Regions from separate parts of the Callithrix jacchus genome. Here region 2 is linked to region 1. The links are chromatin contacts, called in public Hi-C maps. All regions are on one chromosome and are shown on one strand. The core of a region is the stretch at or near the end of the contact, and the rest is flanking DNA. Distances in the headings are between cores, read along the strand shown. Region 1 holds the start of SIK2 (salt inducible kinase 2). Region 2 holds the start of PPP2R1B (protein phosphatase 2 scaffold subunit Abeta).

The links. A called contact is a pair of places that touch in the nucleus more often than the background predicts.
Region 2: a Hi-C map of skeletal muscle shows a contact between it and region 1, with 5 times the contacts expected there. The contact joins the promoter of PPP2R1B here to the promoter of SIK2 in region 1. A contact is called at or near these places in 3 of 3 Hi-C or Micro-C datasets (induced pluripotent stem cells and skeletal muscle).

The regions. Positions count from the first base shown.
Region 1 is chr10:11,304,404-11,307,855 of calJac240_pri, forward strand. It overlaps SIK2 (salt inducible kinase 2), which reads left to right and starts at 1,562. Exons shown (of 15, transcript XM_035264495.3): 1 at 1,562-1,840. The coding sequence starts at 1,706.
Region 2 is chr10:11,469,005-11,472,386 of calJac240_pri, forward strand. PPP2R1B (protein phosphatase 2 scaffold subunit Abeta) reads right to left here and starts at 1,275. Exons shown (of 15, transcript XM_035264496.3): 1 at 1,141-1,275; 2 at 225-315. The coding sequence starts at 1,254.

The DNA of each region.
Region 1 (3,452 bases), core at 312-2,811:
AGTGCCTCACATCATTTTATCACATAATTGGTGACATTAATTTTGATCATTTGGTTAGAATGGTGTCAGATTTTTCCCCTGTAAAGGTACCTTTGTTAACCCTTTATCATGAATAAGAAATCCAAAGACCATGCAAATATCTTGTTCCCCAGCCAAATTTCACTCAATGATTTTAACACCTATCGATAATTCATGTCTGATTCCATTATTACTGTAATGGTTGCCAAACGATTTGCTGTCATTTCTTCTAACATATATTAGTTGGCATTCCACCGTCATTTCACTTCTCCCCCCTTTATTTACTTATTTGAAAGTTTAAAAGCAAATAGGTTCTATGGATTCTTTTAAAAAATTCAATGTGTTAGAATCCATTTCTATCATTATTTATTCTTGGTTCTCAAATTGTCTCAGATTTGGTAAGGGTGGGCACCTTCAAGACATCTCCTTTCTTTTGACATCTCTTCCTCGACATAGCAAAGAAACCTCCCTGCTTTAAGGCACAGGGTCTTTCAAGGGCATTTTGTATTTTCCCTGTCTCTGCCCTCGAATCAGCCTTCTCGCCACGGAGTCTGACTCCTTTATGTGAAGAATGGTATTTAGAAACCAAGATATGAAGGCACATAATATATTTCAAAATATTAAAGTGTCACTGTCCCTGTTTCCTTGGGTCATATTTGGAAGCGTGGTGTGATTTATAATTCTGCCTCTAGCATTCGCTGTGTGACCTTGGCAATTCCCTTTATTCCTTGCGGTCTGCTTCGTCCTCTGGAGAAAAAAAAAATTGGATTACAGAAATATTTCTTAACCTTTTCAGGGTCACCAACACGTTTGGGAATCTGATAGAAGCTACGAGTCCATCTCTGCAGAGACATGCTCACATAAGCAAAAACTGGCCTGTGCTGTAGGGAGTTCCAGACTTGGAAGCTCATTTGAGGCTCCAAATCTCTGGATTGAGTGATCTCCAAGGTCTCTTCAGCGCTGACATATATAGTGAGTCTATAAGCGACCGTACTGCTGTCAGAATGACTCCTAGGAGACATCAAAGCGTGGAGGGGTTTATTATAGATAGAAGCGAGATGAGAAAAGGATACAAAGGAAACAGCCTGTGAGCAACGCATTGCTCAGCCACAGTTCTTTGCCGGTGCCAAATTTAGGGCTGGCTGTCCTTGTAGGTGAGAGGTTTTGGCGGGAAGGTCCCCGGGTGGGCAGAGAACGCCGGGATGGGGAAGGAGACCTCAGGCCGCATCCAGGTCTCTGCACCGCTCTGCACGGTCCGCCAGGGCTCGCTCTTGCCCTTCGCCTGGAAGGCCGAGGAATGGAGCGGGCCGGGCGGCGACCCCGCCCCTGGCAGCGGCGAGGCGGAGAGGCGAGAGGAGGGCGTCTGAGCCCGGAAGGAGTGCGCCGGTCCGGCCCGCGCCCCTCCCCGCGCGCCTCCCCCCACTCTCCCCATCCCGTCGCCGACCACGGCGGTGCTCTGGTCGCCATGGTGACCAATCCAGGCCCGGGCCCGCCCCCGTCCCCCTTCCCCGGCCCCCTGACGTCGGCGCACGTCAGCGGCGGCGCGCGCCTGGCTGGGCCCTGCGGAGCGGGAGGGAAGGAGCGAAGGAGCAAGCGGAGCGGCCGTCGCCCCAGCCGAGAAGCGCTGCCAGCCCTCCCGCCCGCCCGCCCGCGCTCCTGTCCGCCGTGTCTAGCAGCGGGGCCCAGCATGGTCATGGCGGATGGCCCGAGGCACTTGCAGCGCGGGCCGGTCCGGGTGGGGTTCTACGACATCGAGGGCACGCTGGGCAAGGGCAACTTCGCTGTGGTGAAGCTGGCGCGGCACCGGATCACCAAGACGGAGGTGCGGCCCGGGGCTCGGCGGGAGCGTCGGAGGCGAGGGTTCGGGAGAGGAGCTGCTTACAGAGAGGGGCGGCCGCAGTGGTGGGACCGGGGAGACCCGAGAGGCCGCGCCACTGACGGAGGCGAGTGGGCCTGGGACTGTGAGGACCCAGGAGGTGCAGGGGGTCGGTGAGCAGCGAAGGGATTGGGCCCGGGCACCCGGACCCCAGTGTCTCCACTGGAAGCGCGATCAGCCAGGGCTTTGCTTTTCCCTACGCCGCCCGCGGTGGCCACCCGGAATTTCGCCCAGAGCCCCCAGTCGGGCCGTGACCTGGTCTGTGGCCTCCGCTCCGGAGCCCAAGTTCCGCGTCTTCCCTGCTTTCGGCTGGGGGTGGGGTGGGAGGGGAAGTCTCGGTGTTCCCAGGCTGCGCCGTGAGAGACGTCGCCGGCCCGAGGAGGGGACCGCCTGTGCTTGGGCTCCGCAGATGGGGGATCGTGCGGCCCCCGTGACCCCGGCGCCCCTCCCCTGCCTGGCGAGGAAGGGCCCCGTGGCTGGGAATGTCCGCGCGGCCACTGTCCATCTTCTCTCCTTCCTTTTGCCCCACGGTGTCTCTGATTTGGTGTCTGGCTAGCTTGATCTCTTGCCTGGGGCATTTCCATTTAATGCTCCAGACAATAGAACTGGTTAAAATGGTCATCTCTGCACTTGCACAGAAAGTGGGTTGATTTTTCCTGTCTAGGGTTGTCCCTGTACCAGGTGTGCATTCTGGCTGTAATACGCATTCTTTAAACCACATCAGATGCTGCCTCTACTCATAAAGCCCTCAGCTGCTTCCTGACGGTGAATCCTGCACTCTCTTCATTGCACATTCTAATGCACCGCACATATTCTCTCACAAGTCTCTGTTCTTACCTAACCCGCCCCCCTTCCTTCCACTGCCTCAAGCTGCTCTCCTCAGGGTCTCTATTTTAAGACGTGCAAATTAAATACCTTAGAAGAACAGTGGAAACAAAACCATTCTTTAGAATAAACCTAGTCGTTTTGACGTACTCTACTCTGCCTTATTGTAGTTCCTCCTGGAGTTTCATCCTTTTCCTGTTTTGTTTTTTTTTTCCACCCCAGTTTTGGTCCTATTCTGCTCTTTCCCTTATTAGGTTGAATGTACTAGAGTTTGAATGTAGAGTAAAGTAGGACTTTTTTTCAGAATGACTTATATAAGGCGAAGGGCACTTGCAAACCTGAGTAATTTTTATAGTTGTAGTTGTACTCAGAAGTCTTGCTTAATGCCATTTCCAGAAGGAAGGGGTATATGTCATTCTGTCTTCTTTACTTTTTGTCTTCCTCTGCTGATCCTGAAGCAGTCCAAATCTGACTTATCTTTTAGAATCAGGACCAAGGTCAGATATTTTCTTCTCACAGATTTACCTGTTAGCAATTTAGATTCTTTGTAATGATAATGGTAACTTGACTATAGTGATATTGATAAATCTTATCATAGTTTAATCTGATCCCAGTATTTTTTAAAATGAAGAAATGGGTTCCATTCCTCTGCAGAGCCATGGCCTAATGCCATGGCATTTCCCTTTAAGTTACATAAAAGAAGGCATTTTAAATGCACATTTTATGAGCCCTT
Region 2 (3,382 bases), core at 25-2,524, 160 kb after region 1:
CAACAAATTGGAAATTCATATTCTCATAGCAATTACTTTCCCAATAGCTAAATGGTTATTGTTTGAATATATCTAGCCACAAGTAACAATATACTCTGTTCTGTTTCTTTTGCACATAAACCACCCGGCTCATTTTAATGTGGGTAACAAACTAAAAAAGTCAGTGTTGAAAGCTACTGGAAAATGGAATGTCCCTGCCTTTCTTTAAACAAAGGTTCACATACCTGTAAGGAATGGCAGCAATTCACTTCGTGTCCTTTCTACTCCAAGTGCTAGGGCAATTGTTGATAACTTCTTAATACTGTTGAGTCGGAGCTTCAGAAAAGGAGAAAGAAAATCAATGTAAAGAAACGGTTAAATTTAGATCAAAAGACAAAAGGTGCTAACAGGTGAAACAATGACACGGGTAAGAATGAGGATAACTAACATTTCATTTACATTTCACTGTTAAGGGACTTCCAAGAGGAATGTAACTCGGTCTCACTAGCCAGCGGAAGATTTCCTAGGAGAAACACTCAGAAGGCCCCGGAAGAGAAATGAATGAAAGATAATACAACACCCAGGAAGTAAGATAATTTTTAAAAGAGGGCACTTTGGCAGTGGTGAAGCAGGTGAAACGGTCGAATACAACGCCTGTCGTTTCAAAGAAAAGTTCCCGTAAAGCTGATACGACACGTCCAGGTTGATCGGCAATCCCACCTCCTCTTTCTACCCAACAAGCCGAGCCAGTTCTAGGCCGAGACGAAGGGATTCCGGGACACTTCAAAGGGCTTCTGCGCATCCTGCGCCCTCAGTCGCTCCAGCCCGGTCTCGGCCCCGCACCGCGCTCCTCCAGCTGCCTCACAGCCCGAAGCGGGGCGGCCCAGGCGGGAAGCGGGTTCCCGGACAACCGCCCTGGAAAGGCCAGGCTCCGGGCGGACGCCTCAGGGGGTCCGAAGCAGGGGTACTGGAGCGGTCACCGGGAGAGTCGGGGCGTGCCACCACGTCCCCTCGCGGATCTTTCCTCGCCTGCCCTTCCAAGTTTCTGCTGAGTCCGGTTCAATCAGTCCCCCGGCCATAGCCACCGCGGCACAGGCCTTCCCCCTTCTCTACCACGCGACCGACCGGGCCCACCTCGGCTCCCCGGGCTCAGTCCAGTACCTGCACGTCTTCATTGCGGAGCTCGTCGATTAAAACCGCGACAGGGTATAGCGAATCGTCTCCACCTCCGCCGGCTGCTCCCGGGCAGGTCCCGGGCCCCGCTGCGCCCGCCATGTTCTTTCTCCTCCTACTGCTGGTCACCGCCTCCCGCCCCGCGCCCAGGCCCCGCCCCGCGCCCAGCCCCCGCCCCGCTCCCAGGCCCCGCCCCGCGCCCTGGCAGGAGGGACTAAAGCTGCCACGCGAGTTGAGCCGAGGTTGAGGAGCTGAGTTTCTGTCCCGATGATTAAGGCTCCCTTCCGACCCCCAATGCAGGAGTTGTAGGTCTGAACTCAAGAAGATGGGTGGACTGAGAAAGCGAATGGAACCCCTGCGTCCTTTCCCTAGCCGAAAGAAACAGGGACAGTGATTCATCCGGCTCGTCTGAAGGGGCCAGGGACCTACCTGGGTGATCCGCGCTGTGCCCTCTTAAGACTCAGGCGGACCAAAGAGAGTGCCCGAGGCCAGGAGGAAGAAGGCTTTAGCACCTCCCCTGACTGCATCCTGGCACTGAGCCACAGGATCTCCAGCCCTAATTACTCAGCTCAGCCTCAAGCTTCCACAGAACCCCTCCACCTCTTCCCTCGGCCTGTTCTCCAGAATGGTATCTGGCTCCTGCTCCATAAGACAAATAACGCGGGCGGTGAGAGAAAATGAACAGTGCTGTCCAAACTCCCCAGTCAATATTTTTTCCACGCAAGCTGTTAAAAACATGCTGCTCTCTTGTTTTTGTGTTTCTTTTCAGTTTGGTACTGGAATGGTGCCTTCTGTTGTATTTTCTTCCTCCCATTTTTCAGCTCTTTAGCATGCTAGAAGTACAACAATGAAGCAAAACTAGGACAAGCTTTAATCCTTCCAAACTGGGTGGGGTGGCTACTTTGCTTGAATAAGAAAACCCAGACTGGCCTCCCTAAACCCCCAAGAGTCCTCAGAGGCAGCAAGGGGAAGAAGTGGAGATCTGGGAGCTCCTTCTTACAAAACTGAATGGCAAGTTTTCACCTACCCGTGTCAGGGCAGCACAGAATAACTAGAATGTCCTTTTTGTTTGTTTTAGACTGGAATTTAAGCAGCTTGGAGTGATAACTACATATGGTGATCGCAAGTTCTGAAATGGTAATTCTATGTGCCTGATTAATAAAATTAAAACTATTAATGCAGTGTGTAGGAGGCAAACTTTTTTAAAACATGGGGCTCTGAGGCTGAGGCGAGTGGATCACTTGAGGCCAGGAGTTCAAGACCAGCCTGGCCAACTTGGTGAAACCCCCATCTATACTAAAAAAACAAAAATTGGCTGGGCTGGTGATGGCCGCCTGTAGTCCCAGCTACTCAGGAGGCTAACATGAGTGAGAACTGCTTGAGCCGGGGAGGCAGAGGTTGCAGTGAGCCAAGATCGTGCCACTGTACTCCAGTCTCGGCAGCAGAATGAGACCTGGTCTCAAAAATAAATAAGTAAGTAAGTAAATAAATAAATAAATAAATAAATGGGGTTCTTGGAAGTAAGCACAACAGATAAAGCCTTTGGTAGTAATGAAAGTTTGGGAACTAGCAGACCTGAACAGTTTTTCTCAAATTAGGTCTGTGAATGTATTCTTTAGGGTTTTAATTTTATTTTCATTTTCATATTTTTTAGATTTGCATAAGCATATTCTGAATTATTTGGGTGACCACCTTACAACTCAGTATTACCACACAGTTTCAGCGCCTACATTTACATGTGTGTTTTAGTGCTGCTTTTATTGTTCTGGGATATCGAGAAAAGAACAGAGGTGGTTTTAAAATGAGAATGATACTTTCATGCACAATATGATAGCCAAATGACATCATAAGATTGCAGTGCTCAACAGCTGTAACACAGAAACATGGTGAGAAAATTAAGATGTCAGGAGTCACTTGCTGGCAGCTGAGCTATAGCAGGCAACACCATAGTAACAATACGAGGGATGACAGTTTTAGCGAAATACATCATTTGTCATGTTAAATTACTGTAATATATTTAACTGAATAGTATTCATTTTGTGGTTTCATTTGTATTTACTTTGTAAATTTATTGTGGTTTTTTAGCAGCATAAGAACTAGAAACAAAAGCACATTATTTCCTACTTAATATTTGTAAATTTAAATAACCACAGCATAATAAAAACAATTTAGCTAAACATGGTAATGCGTGCCTGTACTCCCAGTTACTCAGGAGGCTGAGGTGGGAGCA